Regions from separate parts of the Gasterosteus aculeatus genome. Here region 1 is linked to region 2. Evidence: chromatin contacts called from public Hi-C data. All regions are on one chromosome and are shown on one strand. The core of a region is the stretch at or near the end of the contact, and the rest is flanking DNA. Distances in the headings are between cores, read along the strand shown.

Region 1 (7,346 bases), core at 4,615-7,114, 79 kb after region 2:
CTTTATTGAAGAAACCGGCTGACAAGTAGAACATTCATCAAAGACGTCTTGGAAGTCATTCCTTTGGGACAATTTGAGCACAATAAATTGCTATGAAACCGAAGTTTCAGGTATTGTCTTATATTTTATTTTTATATTGGTTAATAATAGTTCAACAGAAGATAGAGGACATGAGAGAGCCAGAGACATACATTAGAGGGGAATAAAACCAGAAACAACAGAAACTCGAGGGATGAGTAGAGAGGAAGAAGGATTTGTGCGCAGAGATGGGGAGAGACAAAAGAAACGGGACGGAGGCAGGGAAAGGATGGAGGGAGGGACCCTGCCGTGGAGGGAGGACCACCCGAGATTGAGGGAGGAATAGCGTGAGGAACGAGAGCTTGATATGAGAACTGTCCCATGTGAAATGAGGCATATGCACATTAAACCAAATATGGGACCTCATGGTGAAATGATTTATTTTCTGCTTCGTAAAGTAACAGTTTATTTTGGGAAATATGCGTAATTACTTTCTTACAGAGACTTTGACGAGGAGATCAATAACACTCTCACGTCTGCACTGTAAAAATGGAACTACTGGCAGCATCCAAAGACCGAAATTGGGGGAAACGGCCAGCGTGGCTTCTTCCAAAGGTAACAAAACGTACACATTTCACTATGTTACATCTTGTGTTAGGGGTCATGTGGGGAAATTGGCAGGGTCATTCTTGCTGGCTGTTTCCATGTTTTCAGTGTTTGTGTGAAGCTAAGTCAACTGACTATAGTTCATTATGTAACTTAGACCTAAGACGGGTACCAATCTGTTCATTCAAACTATTCCTTTAACAGAGAGGCCAATTAGAGAGACAAGAAAAGTCCCCGAGCAGAGAATATGCTCCATGTGGTTGCATTGTACTGTTAAAAAACATCACAAAGTAATTGTTCAAGGTACTTTACTGAGAACTAAAGTGACGAGAAAGGATCAACCTTGAGTTTGTTCCGGAAGAAGCAGTGACCTCGTACCGCTTTGTGCCCCAGTTTTCAGGCGAGACTCAACCTCCACTCATTCACAACATAAATACCGAGCGTTGTTACTGCTAGAAGCTGCCAATTTTCTTCACAAAGATAGTATTTGTTTACAGTAATTACCCTAATATCTCAAGATGGATGTTACAGATATTTGTCGATGTCAAAATGCTACACGTAGCAACTTTAATTAGCCCAGCAAGATTAAAAACGTGGCTTTTCATCCGTGAAAGACGTCCATCAGGAAGCTGGAGTGAAATCATCCAGCATTCAGTTGAATTATCAGTTCATTCAGTCTAGCGGCGCTGCCTCAGAAGATGAAGTATGGTGTGTACTTAGCATTTTGACTCTTTCCGATTCCATGCCGTCAGAAACATGGATAGAGCACAACAACATGATGGACGCGTTACACGGCCAGCATATTGAAAGATAATAAAGGCAGCCGAAGCATTTGTCTTTGTCATCTTGCTTCTCTCCGACTGTGTGTGTGTGTGTGTGTGTGTGTGAGTGTGTGTGTGTTTGGTGCGAGTCGCGGTGCAGACCGGCGTCGCCTGAACCGTTGTTATTTAACACATCGCTCTGAGCTGCAGGAAAGACTCTGATTGGAAACAGTCTGAGCCAATATGTCTGCAGGTGGATGTACAGTCTGGGCATAAATATCCTCATCCGTGCATTCGTCTGTGTGTGTGTGTGTGTGTGTGTGTGTGTGTGTGTGTGTGTGTGTGCACCTTGGGGAGAGTGATGACTTACCATCGTTTCAGTAGATTATGTCTTTTTAATGAAGCTCCGTGATTGGAGGAAAGACATTCGTTATCCTTTCATGTCTGTGTACCTCTTCCGTCCACGCAGCAGGCCACACGTGCTCCTTTGCTCCTTGCCCTTTGATTCCCCTGACCGTCCACCGCGACGGCCTTTCATCCCTCTATCCTCTTACCTGTCAATGAGCCCTTTGTGGACAGAGCCCGGCCCTTTGAAAGGAACCCCTTTGGAACGTAATCCCGAAGGCGTACTACCCGTGGTGGCTCTGCTGTGACTGTGTGACGCTCCAGGCCAGAGCGCCATGTCAGACGCCATTCTTCCATGACTCAGATTCCTTCCACACCTCATGACATTATTTCTCCATCCTCTTCCATTCATCCTCTCTTTCCTCCTCCAATATCTGAATTTTCCTCTCTCTCAGTCAGTCCTCCATCCATGGTGCTACGTGTATATTCCCTCCACATCCCATCTTGCCTTTAATAATCCTCCTATATTCTCGGTTCCTCTTCTGCCCTCTTGTTATTGGCAATCCCCCCTATCAGTCCATTCCTCTATCAATCCATAAATCCATTCACAAAGACATCATTCATCTTTCCTGCACGCCTCTGTTACCTGTACCACCCTTCCAACCAATTCCTCCACCCGTCCCTCCCACCCCATATATTCACATCCCTCTGTTGCTCCATAAATCCATTAAGCCGTCTCATCATTCCTTCCACCCTGCATCCACCAGAGTCTCCATCTTGTGTACCTCTTTCCTCTCGTTGTGAGTACATGCAGCTCTGGGCGCAGATCACCCTGCAGGCCTCGGCAAAACCAGAATAGCCCTCATAAGTCAAATGATGATTCTCTCTTAATGAGCTGCGGGGACAGGAGGCGAGCTTTAGGGGCTCTATTGATGCTGTGACTCAGAGCCGGCCTCTGTGTGTGCGTGTGTGCGTGTGTGTGTGTGTGTGTGTGTGTGTGTGTGTGTGTGTGTGTGTGTGTGTGTGTGTGTGTGTGTGAGTGTGTGTGTGTGTGTGTGTGAGAGTGTGAGCCAGAAAGGGACTCACTCTTTTGTAACGAGACAGATCTGATTTGGCCGAGCGCGCAGGAAAACACGCTGATGATAACGGTTAAACACACCACCCTACTCCTCCACTCTCACACACACACACACACACACACAACAGTCCTCCACCCCTCCAATTACATCTCTTTGGTTAATCTTCCCTTTCACAACTGTGCTGTTGGCAGAATGACAACCTTCTGGGTTGTGTGATGGTTATTATGCTTTTCAAACACCTCTGTTTGTGTGTTTCCTTATCAGAAATCGTATGTGCAAGTCTTTTGTTATTTGCGTCTTTGTGTGCGTGCTGAATTTTATTGCGGTGAAATCAGTTAATTAATGATTTGGTGATTTCAGTGATTAAAGACTTGTGCGCGTTTATGTCCACGCTGAACATTCAGTCCCCTTGAGGCTCAACAAACGATGCCAAAGGCCTCAACTTCCTGCTGATTTAGTAAAAACTGACTTTAAAGCCACGCTGGTACTTTTTCCTTAGCGTGTAACGCTGCACCCTGCCGACAAGCGCACGGCATTGGCTGCACAGTAGTGGCTGCACGCGGTGCGGCGCCGGATCAGCGCGGCTCGGCCCTCGTACTGATGATAATGAAGGAAGTCGGCCACGGCAATTAACGCACTTATGGTGATGAACTGTGGGCCGCTTTGGATTTAGGAAGTTGATAAGCTGCTCTCAACACAAACAGGTCCATTAGTATATCTTCTTTTGTTGAAAGAGGTTTAGAAAATCAGACGTATTCGTGGAAGAAGTAACCAGCTTCCTTTTGCCCCTCAAGTGTCCCGGTTTCATAAGGAAAAGAATTATGATGAAGACGTGAAAAGGGAGAGTTGTCGATGTGCATCTCTGGCTTTATCCCGTCTCTTCCTCCTCTTTTGATTTATCTTGTCACCTAATTAGCCGCCCTGCTGGACGACTTGTTGGGCCTCCTTCTTTTCTTAATCGTATCATTTAGTTGCGGTTTAGACTTTGCCAAAGGCATCTGACCGTGACGTGCTGTGTCACCGATCTGCTCTGCAGTACAGCACGCAGATAAACAACCAGGCAGTCTTGATTAAAATGCTGAGGAAGGCAGCGTGGTCGTCCTGGGCGTCTGCATGAGGCACCTCCATTGTCAGCATAGCTTTCTTCTGATGTGGATGTTTGCGGTTGGGTGTAACTGGGTGATTTGCAGAATCGTCTCCAATGAAAAGCACATCTGGCTGAGTGAGTGATGAAGTGCATCTTTTAGTTACAACTTCAGTCTGCTCCAGTGAAAAGGTTATTTGTGTAGCTTAATATCACATGAATGGTCTTCTAATCTCTGAGATGACAGGAGAATCTTCTTAGAGACCCTGAGATAAACTGGAGGAAACCTCACCGGGTAAATTCAAAATGAGACGGCTCCCTCCTTGGACATCTTCCAGGGGCGACGCTGGATCTTTATTTTGAAACCCTAAACTCGTTATCGGGACTATAAGTAATAATGTCATTTTAACAATGTAGCAAATCTATCTGATGTAGGATGAAACAGAAAAGGAACATGACATTTCCCAACTAGAAGTTGGCTCTTTCCTAAAGGTTATTTTGAATATTACGCAATACTGTTTTTAGTTGTGTTTGTCTTGAAATGTTTCTTTCCTGTTTATTTGTTTGCTGTATTTTATTCCTTTCAGTTTCTTCAAAGCCAACGTTTTTCTGCTTGTCCTGTTCTTTGGCGATTTAATATAAGATTATATCTCGTGTTGCATCATGTTCTTTTGTTCTTTAACTGTTGTTGTTCTTTTTTAAACTTATTTTTAAAGTGTTATATAATAAGTCCTCGTGAAATAAGTCAACTGTTTCTGTGTAAGTGTGTGAATGTGTTGCATGAGTTAGAAGGTTTTATATTATATTATTAGGACAAATACATATATTGGTCCAACACTATTTCATGCTAGTTAGGTGAGGGTTAATAAGGGTGTCATCATGGAGAAAGTGGGTTTAATAAAGGTGAGTTGATGTCGTACAAATTATCCTGCCTTTTTTCCTTTTTTTTCTATTGAGCATCTTTTTTAATAAACTTTGATTGTGCCTTTATGGTCATAAAAACATACCAAATACCACATTCCTTTCCCTCCCTCATCTCAGTGAATAATTCGTGCTGTATATTTTTATAACAAAGGGTCAATACTCAGCTATTCTCTGAGGTCCATTGCATTTCTCTCCTCCTTTCGTCCTAATGCACATTTCTTCCATTCCTGCTGCTCATCCTCTTTCTGTTTTCTCCATGTCTCCTCCTCCTCCTCCCTCCCTCCTCTCCTCCACAGCCCTGTTGTTAGCTGATGGTAAGCTGCCCATTCCCCCCTCAGCATCTCCACTGACCATCTTTTTCTGTGTGTTCGCTGCGGTTTCAACATCGGCCTTGAATTTTAGGCTCCAGGTTGCATGATGTGATATCTCCGAGGACGACGGTTTGGGTGGTTTATTTTGATGCAGATGAAGATTTTGCACCACACTTACAAATAAACTGCATACAAGTGTTTTGTATCCACCTCTGCTGTCACCGTGACAAAGAACACGCTCCTTTGCAGCACTCTGTCGCACTTAAAGATGGATCGGCAGATTTAATTAATCATAAATCCATAAATCATGTTCTCCAGTCAAAAGCAAGATACTAAGACTTGATAACCGTAAAATAATTTGCAGATCTAATATTAGAAATTTAATTACCTTTTGTGGTAGTGGGTTATTATTAATTTATTTTAACTTCTCCCCTGTGAAGGAAATTGTGTCATGTAGAAGTGAAGTGTGGAGCAGGCGAAGGGCTCGATAATCAATTTTTAAACATGAGCAAAAGAAGTCCTGTCAAGACTTGAGGGTGCACACTGTCTCGGGTGTGTAATTGATTTAGCTTAAAAGTACACGTGTGTGTGTGTGTGTGGCAGAACTCGTGCGCTGGTATATTATGCATGTGTGTGTGCGTGTGCTTTCCTGCGGACACTCCCTCCTATCGGGGGGGGACCGGGCTGTGATCTTTAATGGCATCATTAATATTTAACGGTAAGCGTGTTGTCAGCAAAGAGCAGCAGGCTGGGACTCGTATAGGAGATGACAAGGTCTCTGCACCAGGTGGCTCAGTGGGGCTGTCACACACACACACACACACACAGGCGGAGCGGGATGAGAGGCCCTTTGGATGCACAGCCGCTCCTTCTTGATAGAGTTTGACAGCACGGAATTGATGTCATGGCGCTCGTCGTGGAGTCGCCGTGCGCTCAGGAGCTCCGTGAAGCATCGTGGCTTCGTTCTAGAGCCGAGCGGCCGAGGACACATCTGAGAGGGGCTGATCGGGTCTTTAGGAGGACTCACTTTGAATGGAAGGCCGTGGAAGTATTCGTAGTGTGCAGTCATGCAGACTGTTTGAGGTTCACCGTTTTTTAAAAATCTGTCATTCCACAGAAGAAAACCCTCTTCGATCAACTTAAAGTGAAAGTTTTAGCTATTAGTTTAATGTGACATTTAAAACATTTAACAGTCTCAGTCTTAAATCCCTCACTGCTGATTAGCGGGACCATAACAGACCCCCCCCCCCCCCTCCCGCCGCCCTAAAAGAAGTCAGTGAACATCTGCACAATGTCAGGTTGGAGACGGTATCTCAAAAACAAATGAGTGACTTGGCATTTTGGGGAATGTCAGACCTTTTAGAACCAAGTATTTCTTCACTGCCGTATTTAACACAAGTGCTCTTCACCATGTTTCAGGAACTTGAAAGTCAATGGAAAACTCCAACTCGTCTGGATAAAAGTAGAACAACGGGAAGTGCATGAGCGTTTGTCTAACCTTTGACTAACAAAGTCAGAAGACAACATTGCACTGATTGATTGCGACATACATGACTGCATGAAATACGCCATAGGAAACCAATCTTGTCTCTCTGTAGAGCCTGAGCTGAAGGTTGAATACATTCAAATTGATACCAGTGAAGCATCGCTCTGATGTTTTGTTTGTACGCTGTGCAATGCAACATGCTAATCAGTTGAGCATCCCCTTATTTTTATTGCCATCTTTCCCGCTGTGATTCCTCTTTGTGTTTTGCTCTCTCGCCCTCCGCGCTCAGATGTAACAGACAGGAAGATGACGTCGGACGAGGAGGAGGCCAGGCGCATCGCAGAGATGGGAAAACCGGTGCTGGGGGAACACTCCAAGCTGGAAGTCATTATTGAGGAATCATACGAGTTTAAGGTGGGAAAGATTACTCATGGAAGGTAGTGTGAATAGTGGTGCTGGAAATAGTGTGTTCCGTGCAGTCAAACAGATAACAGATGCAGAAGCAGTTGCTCTTTAGACACCTTGGAACCCACAGGAATGCATTTCTGGAGATGTGGTCCGTAGTGCATTCTCTAACCCTCCCCAAACAAACGACATACCCACCATGTTTGTTTTCCGCCGCGTGGCTTCATCATGAATTCAACGGAGGTTTCCGCTGCCTGGCACTGGATGCCACTGCCATCGTGTGGCGAAGCGCGTTTATTTCTTCTGCTGAAGCAGCCGCTGAACTTA
Region 2 (6,980 bases), core at 2,244-4,743:
ACTGAACAACTTGTGTGACATAACCTTTTCTTCTTCTGTGATTTCAATTAGGACGGTGTTCTGGATGGGGCGATCTCACGGTATCTTTTCTTCATTATCAGCCACGACAATGAAGCAGGTGTTGTTTATATCCTGGGAATCTGTGTGTGTGTGTGTGTGTGTGTGTGTGTGTGTGTCAGTCCTTAACATCATGGCTCCGTGTGGTTCAGGAGATCTGTACTGGTAACTTCTAGAGCAACGGTTTATATTTCCAACAGAGGACAAATTGTGGCAGCGCGATAGTGTCCCAACCATGTGAGATGCAAAGTCGACATGGCATTACAGACGCAAAGCAATTGCCTGAGAGTAACCGTCTGAAAATACAGCAGGGACATTCCACAATGTGGAGAGCGCATCTCTAAACCTGGCCGAATCCAATATGCACTTACCAGAAGCAAATGTTCTTGTCGTACTTCATTTTGTAGTTTGGGTGAACCGACCCTTTTTTAAAGCATGCAGCCTTTTCCTTTAGCTTGCTGTGTCCCTACACACCCAATTCGGCGTTTTTAAGCAAGTCCTCAAGGGGTGTTTGGTGCGTTGTTCTGTAGCCGACCCCCCCACCCACACGCCTTTCTCTGAACACACACACACACACCCACACACGCTCACCAGGACAGGAAGGGGCCCTCCAGGCCTGAGGTCTTCAGATCCTGATGCGAGGTGACGCTTCACCTTCCTCGCTTCACAACTTCGCTGTTCATTACCGACCGTCATAAGCGGACGTCGCCCAGAGGTGGAGTCAGCGTTAAGTCCCCCCGATGACCCCCACCTCCCCGCCTCCCTGCCTCCCTGCCCCTTTTTCGTTTACCAGCCGGAGCGCACTCTGCCTCGCTGTTTGTTCTTTTCATCCCACTGAAGTTGTTGCAAGCCTGCAGATGATCAGCACGAGCAGAGTGCCGAGCGCGGCGCGGAGAGACGGAATAAAAATCACAAAGTGCAAGAGCAGCTCTATTTTGTGCTCGGCGGTGTGTTCGTTCCCTCGCCCAGATCTTCTGCTGCCGCGTGCCCGGGCCTTTTAATAAACCTCATCTGGGGAGACGCAGCTGTCAAGTGAGCCGTGGCAGGAGCAGGAGAGGAGGGGGAATACGGGAAGGAGAGGCGGCGTCGCTCTGCTCCCGCGGGATCGATGCACCCAGTCGGTTCAAGGGCCGTGCGGCCACCGAGTCGCCGGCCCTTGTAAGTGCTGCTCCTCTCAGTGGGAAGCACAGGCGGGTCTGGTGTGTTGATTACAAGTATAATCCATTAATCATCACGGAACGCATGGGGGACTTTGATGAAGGAGGCGAGAGCGGGCATTGAATTCCAATCCCGATGTGATGCACGCGGGCCGCAGGTACACTTAAAAGGCCTGCGTGCACCATCTGTCCTGCGCCTCCACCCTTTCTGGAGCAGATAAGAAAACTTCATTAAAACATCCGGCCATATTCTCCATACTAATTACACCATCACACAGAGAGGGAGAGGAGGATGGCAGACCGGAGTGGTGGGGGCTGCCTGGCCAGATCGGCCCCTTTCTTCTCTCCCCGTCCATTTTGGGAACAAACATGGAAATATGAACAAGTTAATACGATTCTGTCCCATGGTCTATGTAATTAATTATTTTTGTTTTCTGATTTGCATACCGGCTCCTTTCCAGAAGAAATATCCGTGTCCCAGATCTCATTCTATTTATATTTTACTTTTAGGATGTACTGCAGCTGCACCAATCAAACGTAGGGACTGTTGCATGCATGGGTGGTATCTGACATGGGGTTAGGGTCAGGGCTTTCTGTCAGTCTGTGTTCTCCCTGCTCAGTCAATGGGACGTCTCCTCTGCTGCACTGGGGATTGGGGGTCAGAATAGCAGGTAAAGAATGCAGGCTTGCACACAGCCAGGTGCCACCTGATGCAGTTTTCTTTATCCTAACATCATAGTACTTTTGGCCTACTGCATTTGACATACATATTGGGACACTACTTACAAATATGCAAAATACTTTCCTGGCATACTAGTTTGTACACACCAGAAAGAGATACAGCCAGCTTAGTTTAGAGCAAAGACTGTAAGCAAGCCTTCAATAATGAATCATGCTGAATCAGTTTCAACAGCCTTATGGAGTTCTATGAGGTATTTATTTGCTGTGTGCTGCGACGCCATATTTTCACTCTTTGTGCTAAGCTATGCTAACCGGCTATTTAATGAGCACACATGACAGTGGCCTCTTCCCGTAAGTCTATGCCAGAAAACAACGTGGTGTATTCCTTAGTATTATTTAAATGTACAGATGGCATTATGGGTTAGCAATTTGCAGACATGTTATATTGTTATATATGGGAACCTTAACAAATCTACATACGGAATGATCCCCTTCATGGAACAGTCCGCCATATTTCTTCCGTAGCTCATCCGGCACGCTTTGCACGCGGGAGAAGCTTTCAGTTGGTTGCGATATGCAACCTCACCGCTAGATGTCGCTAAATCCCGTCCCATCTTTGAAAGTCACATTTCTATCATAAAAGAGTGCAAAGCTGGTTAAAACCAATCAAGCTGTCCTTGATCAAAGGGGGGGGGGGGGGGGGGGGGGGCTCTCTGCTGACACTCATGTCATTATTACCATGATATAAAATAAGTCCTGCAAAATTGTTGTATACAGCACTCATAAATGGGATTTTGCAGACTGGTTACTGGTTCTGTGTGTGTGCATACTGATGCCCATTTGATACAAAATCATTCTGATTTAAACGGCAGATTTAGTTTGAATTATGAAGCTATTTTCCTCATCTGCTGTGTTGTTTGGTCTTTGTGGCTTGTGGCCAGAATACGTGACTCTGATCCTCTTCCCATGTTGTGTCATATATTAGCAGCACGTGACCAAACGGGCCCCTCTGTGTTTGTGGAGGTAAATAACCGGCTGAGACTTCAACAATAAGCTTATCCTGTTCACCCCCCCTTTTCTTAGCCCCCCCGTTGTGAACCCTTGCCGTGGACCTGGATGATAATCGTGCTTTGTGGTGCAGGTTTCTCATCCCAGCGGGTGGTGACGTAGTTGCGCGACTTGTCGGTGTGACTTTTAAAGATGGAAGGCAGGTGGGGGGGCGCAACCATTTCACACCTCCACCGTCGTGAGAATTACCCCCCCCCCCCCCCCCCCTACAAATCTGATTAATAATCCGCGCATGGTGATGTCTGGATGAAGCTCGTCTCCATGCAATCACCTCCAGAAACGGAGCCCGCGCGGAGGAGACGCGCGCCGCGCACATTCCGCTGGTGCGCAAAGTCCCGATGACAGTGCGGGGAACTCCGATGCTCAGCCCGGGCGCTCCTCCGACGGAACACGGTGGTCAGTATTCAGTGTTAGGCTTCCGATCTCGAGAATACAGCCGGGAATAAGGAGCTTCACGGCGCCGGGGAGGAGGGGGGGGGGGGGGGGGGGAGGGGGGTCTACAAGAGCGAGCGTCCTCGCAGGTTTCCTTTGCTATCGCAGCGGAGAGCGAGAGAGGGGGAGGAGGCGAGGGCTGATTCACGGCTTCCAGGAGGAGGGAGAGCCGTGCGGACGGGCTCTGAAGATCCATCCCTGATCTTAAAATACCCCCCCCCCCCCCTTCCATAACCCACCCCCCTCCTCCCTCGTCATTGACAGCTCTGCGACCCGGTCAATCCGTCAGACGGGGAGGATCCGGGGAGGAGGTCGCCAAGGCAGGAGAGGACGACAGGCGATCACCTCTGGCCAGTTTGATCCAATCCCCAATACCCAGCGAGGTGGGTGGGGGGGGGGACCAGCCTCCCCGTGCATGAGGACGACACCGTGGCTCCACCGGCGGGGGGGGAGGGGGTTGTTGGTCAGAGGAGCACGTTTGACTCCAGAGATCCAAACAGCGACGCTACACTGAGACTGCTGGCGGAGGCTGATCTGGACGGCGAAGGAGCCATACAGAGGAGGGCGGGTGGAGGGAGGGGGGCGGACAGGAGACTATTTCCGGGGGACACAAATACAGGTATGTTACAATGAATAAACGCGTGATGCAAACTCGGGGATTATTTCAATAACCAGGGGGCCGACTGAGTGATGCGGCCCGGTAGACCACATTTGCTGAGGGACAGCAAGACGCGGATCGGCACTGTGGGGACAGCTGGTAGAAGACACGCTAGATGCAAAGCTGCGAATACAGCCGCCAAGTGATGTAGTCCAGAACTCCGGCGCGCTGCGTCCTGCCCGGGGTCCGACCCGCCTTTAGGATCCTCCTCATCCGCATCCTCATCATCGTGCAGAGGAGATCCATCGCAGCGCGCCGCGATGGACTCGCGATACCCTCGATTGGGTGTGCCGTTCGGATAATTGGCGTGTGTCAGCGCGAGGCGTCGGACAGCGCTGATTGGCTGCACACCTGGATCTCCAGCCCGTTTCTTTGATTCGGATGCACGCCTCTTTCAGCTCGCGCTGTGTCGCTGGCCCCTCGCGCGCTCCCCCTGTCAGGAGTCGCCGGTGTTTGCTGAGGGTCGGCTCTCGGTTGTCCGGCGGGAGGAACATTTTAGGCTACGTGTATTGTCTGTGCATCAGACCGTGCGCACCCTGTAAGTTGCCACCGCGGGGGCCCGCGGGTGCCCCGGCGGGGGCTTCCCCGGGCCTGCCTTCTGATGATTAATCAGCAACAGCTGAGGCTCTCCGGGGGGGCTGCTGAGTCCGTGTTTTCGCGCGTGTCAAGTGGCCTTCCATAGGTAGGACCTTCTTCCCAAAATAGGAAAAGAGACCCGAGAGGCGAGCAACTGTCACCGCCGTGTCGCTGTCTGCATCGGTCACATGCAGGACTGAAACAAGCCACCCAATCACATGTTAATAGCAGTTAATTCTTTTCATTTGAACCATTTCAATGTTTTTGAGGTCAAGTTATGGCTGCGATTATATTGTCGGTGTGTATGTGCGACCAGTTGGATCAATTGGATAATCATATGACATTTCAGAAAATCATTAAAAAAAACACACACACACACACACCACAAAAAATCACAATGTTCCAAAACCAATGTTGATATATATTCAAATGGCTGAAGGAATTGAGTTGGTTAGGAGTTTTGTAAATTTGGTTTTAAGTGGATTCACCCACATGTTGAGGGGCTGCTTCACGGCTTGCAGGAGGAGGCTCTGAAGATCCATCTCTGAGCTTAAAATACCCCCCCCCCCCCCTCCCTCCATAGCCCCCCCCCCTCTCCTCCGTCGTCATTGACAGATTTTTGTGAATTCAGTTTTAAGTGGGTTCACCCACACATAGCCGAGGTTGCACATGGTCAGTGTTGGACTTCATTGGAATATGTCACAATTAACCACATGCTTAACTTATATAATATGTCCGCTGTAATGTGGCTCTTACGTTTGTGCAGTTTTTTTGGTGAACGACAAACAAACAAACTTTGAGGTGGCAGCTGAACAGTCTTGATTAAACTCCAGCGTCAGGCCTCCTCTACATTCACGATGTGAAATACAATCCTTAAAACGGTAATTAGAATGCAAATTGTTTTGTGTAGCTGCTAATTTAGGGGTCAGGGCTCTAATGTTGGTACACAAAGGCAAATAGAATCGTTCGTTCTGCATTGGCTGACAGCATACAATACTCTTAGTGCTGATTAGAAATCAATATTTAAAATGCAAGATCCTTGTAAAGGTCATACACCTGGACCCCCTTAGAGCTAGGATGCAATCATTTAAATGAGCTTTACATGTAGAAATGTGTCTTGAATGGGTTCCCAAACTCGTTCCCGAAATCCATCCACATTGCCAGCATTCGTTTTGTAATATAAAGACTTTTATGCTTCTGGAGATGCAACATTTATACCAGTCAGTGACAGTCCATTGCAGGCAATATAGGGGTGCATTGTGGGAATTGTAGGTCCCAGCATTTTCAGAGTTCAGAGGGGATTTAACCTCATTTACAATTTATATTAACTTGATATGATAATTGATCTGTGTATTTGCAAAATGAATAAATGCAGGGTTTGAATGCACACAGGACACTTTGTGTCTCTGTGGGCACCAGTTTAGTAGTAGTTGAGGTGTAGTTAGTCGCAGTTTTGCAATGTTAGTTCTCCAAGTATTGTAATGCCTTTGGTAATAATATTAATAATAGTCGCAGTAGAAGTAGTAGTACTGCTAGTTGCAATGTTATAGCCTTCCTTAGTATGAAATTCCAGATTGCGGAATTCATTTCTAGATGTGAAACAACAACAAAAAGACAGCTTATAGAGTATATAATATCGTCTTTTATGTCTTGTGGGAGATGGTTGAAGTTAGCACAACTGTATTTTAATCTCTGTAAGGATGACGTTATTCAGCTGATGAACTGTATATGTCCGATGGTTCAAGGCAGCAGGTATTTAACGGAAGCTATCGGGAGTCATTCTATAGCTTTTATATCTTTAAAATGATTTGTGTCACCCGAGTAGTTGGCTCTCGGATTTATGGCTATTTGGCTTATTGGCCATTTTGTTGCGCCTGTGTTCATCCAGGAGGGGTTGACTGAGCACGCTCACTCTCTTCCACCGCTCTCCACCCCCCAAACTCTCATAACACACGTCCACACATACAGTAGAGACGGCTCCAGCTGTCTGCATTAAAGCTACAGTGTAGTGTGAAAATAACATCACATTTCAGCTCATTTTTAGCTGCTGCAATCAGTCTTGCATGTGAAAGAGGTCGTTTGCAGTGATGAAAGCACAGACAATTGTTATAGCTTTCTGGTATTTGTCTTTGCAGTTTTGGTTCACCCTCACAGTGTTGTTTTTACAATGTGGGGGGGCAACGGTTTTAAGTGAAGTCCTCTCTACACTACGCTGCATTCCCAGCACGCACCTCTAGACAAACCCAGACAGCTAGTGAGCCAATAGAGTTAATAATGCATCTACAGTCAATGTGACAGAAACACATGTTGCTTTTCTCTGGATTTGTAAATATAAACAAATTTTGGCAATA

Evidence for each region. A called contact is a pair of places that touch in the nucleus more often than the background predicts.
Region 1: a contact with region 2 is called in a Hi-C map of whole body, with 3 times the contacts expected there. The contact joins the enhancer-like site here to the promoter of slc8a3 in region 2. A contact is called at or near these places in 3 of 6 Hi-C or Micro-C datasets (skeletal muscle, tail fin and whole body).

The regions. Positions count from the first base shown.
Region 1 is chr15:13,422,442-13,429,787 of fGasAcu3.hap1.1, forward strand. It overlaps slc8a3 (solute carrier family 8 member 3), which reads left to right. Exons shown (of 8, transcript XM_040198755.2): 4 at 5,114-5,131; 5 at 6,904-7,028. Among protein-coding and RNA genes, the nearest start is that of map3k9, 12 kb to the right of the region's middle. Within about 2 kb of position 5,865, at least 1 of the 9 cell types and tissues checked has open chromatin away from gene starts, as enhancers often do.
Region 2 is chr15:13,345,596-13,352,575 of fGasAcu3.hap1.1, forward strand. slc8a3 (solute carrier family 8 member 3) reads left to right here and starts at 3,494. Exons shown (of 8, transcript XM_040198755.2): 1 at 3,494-4,014.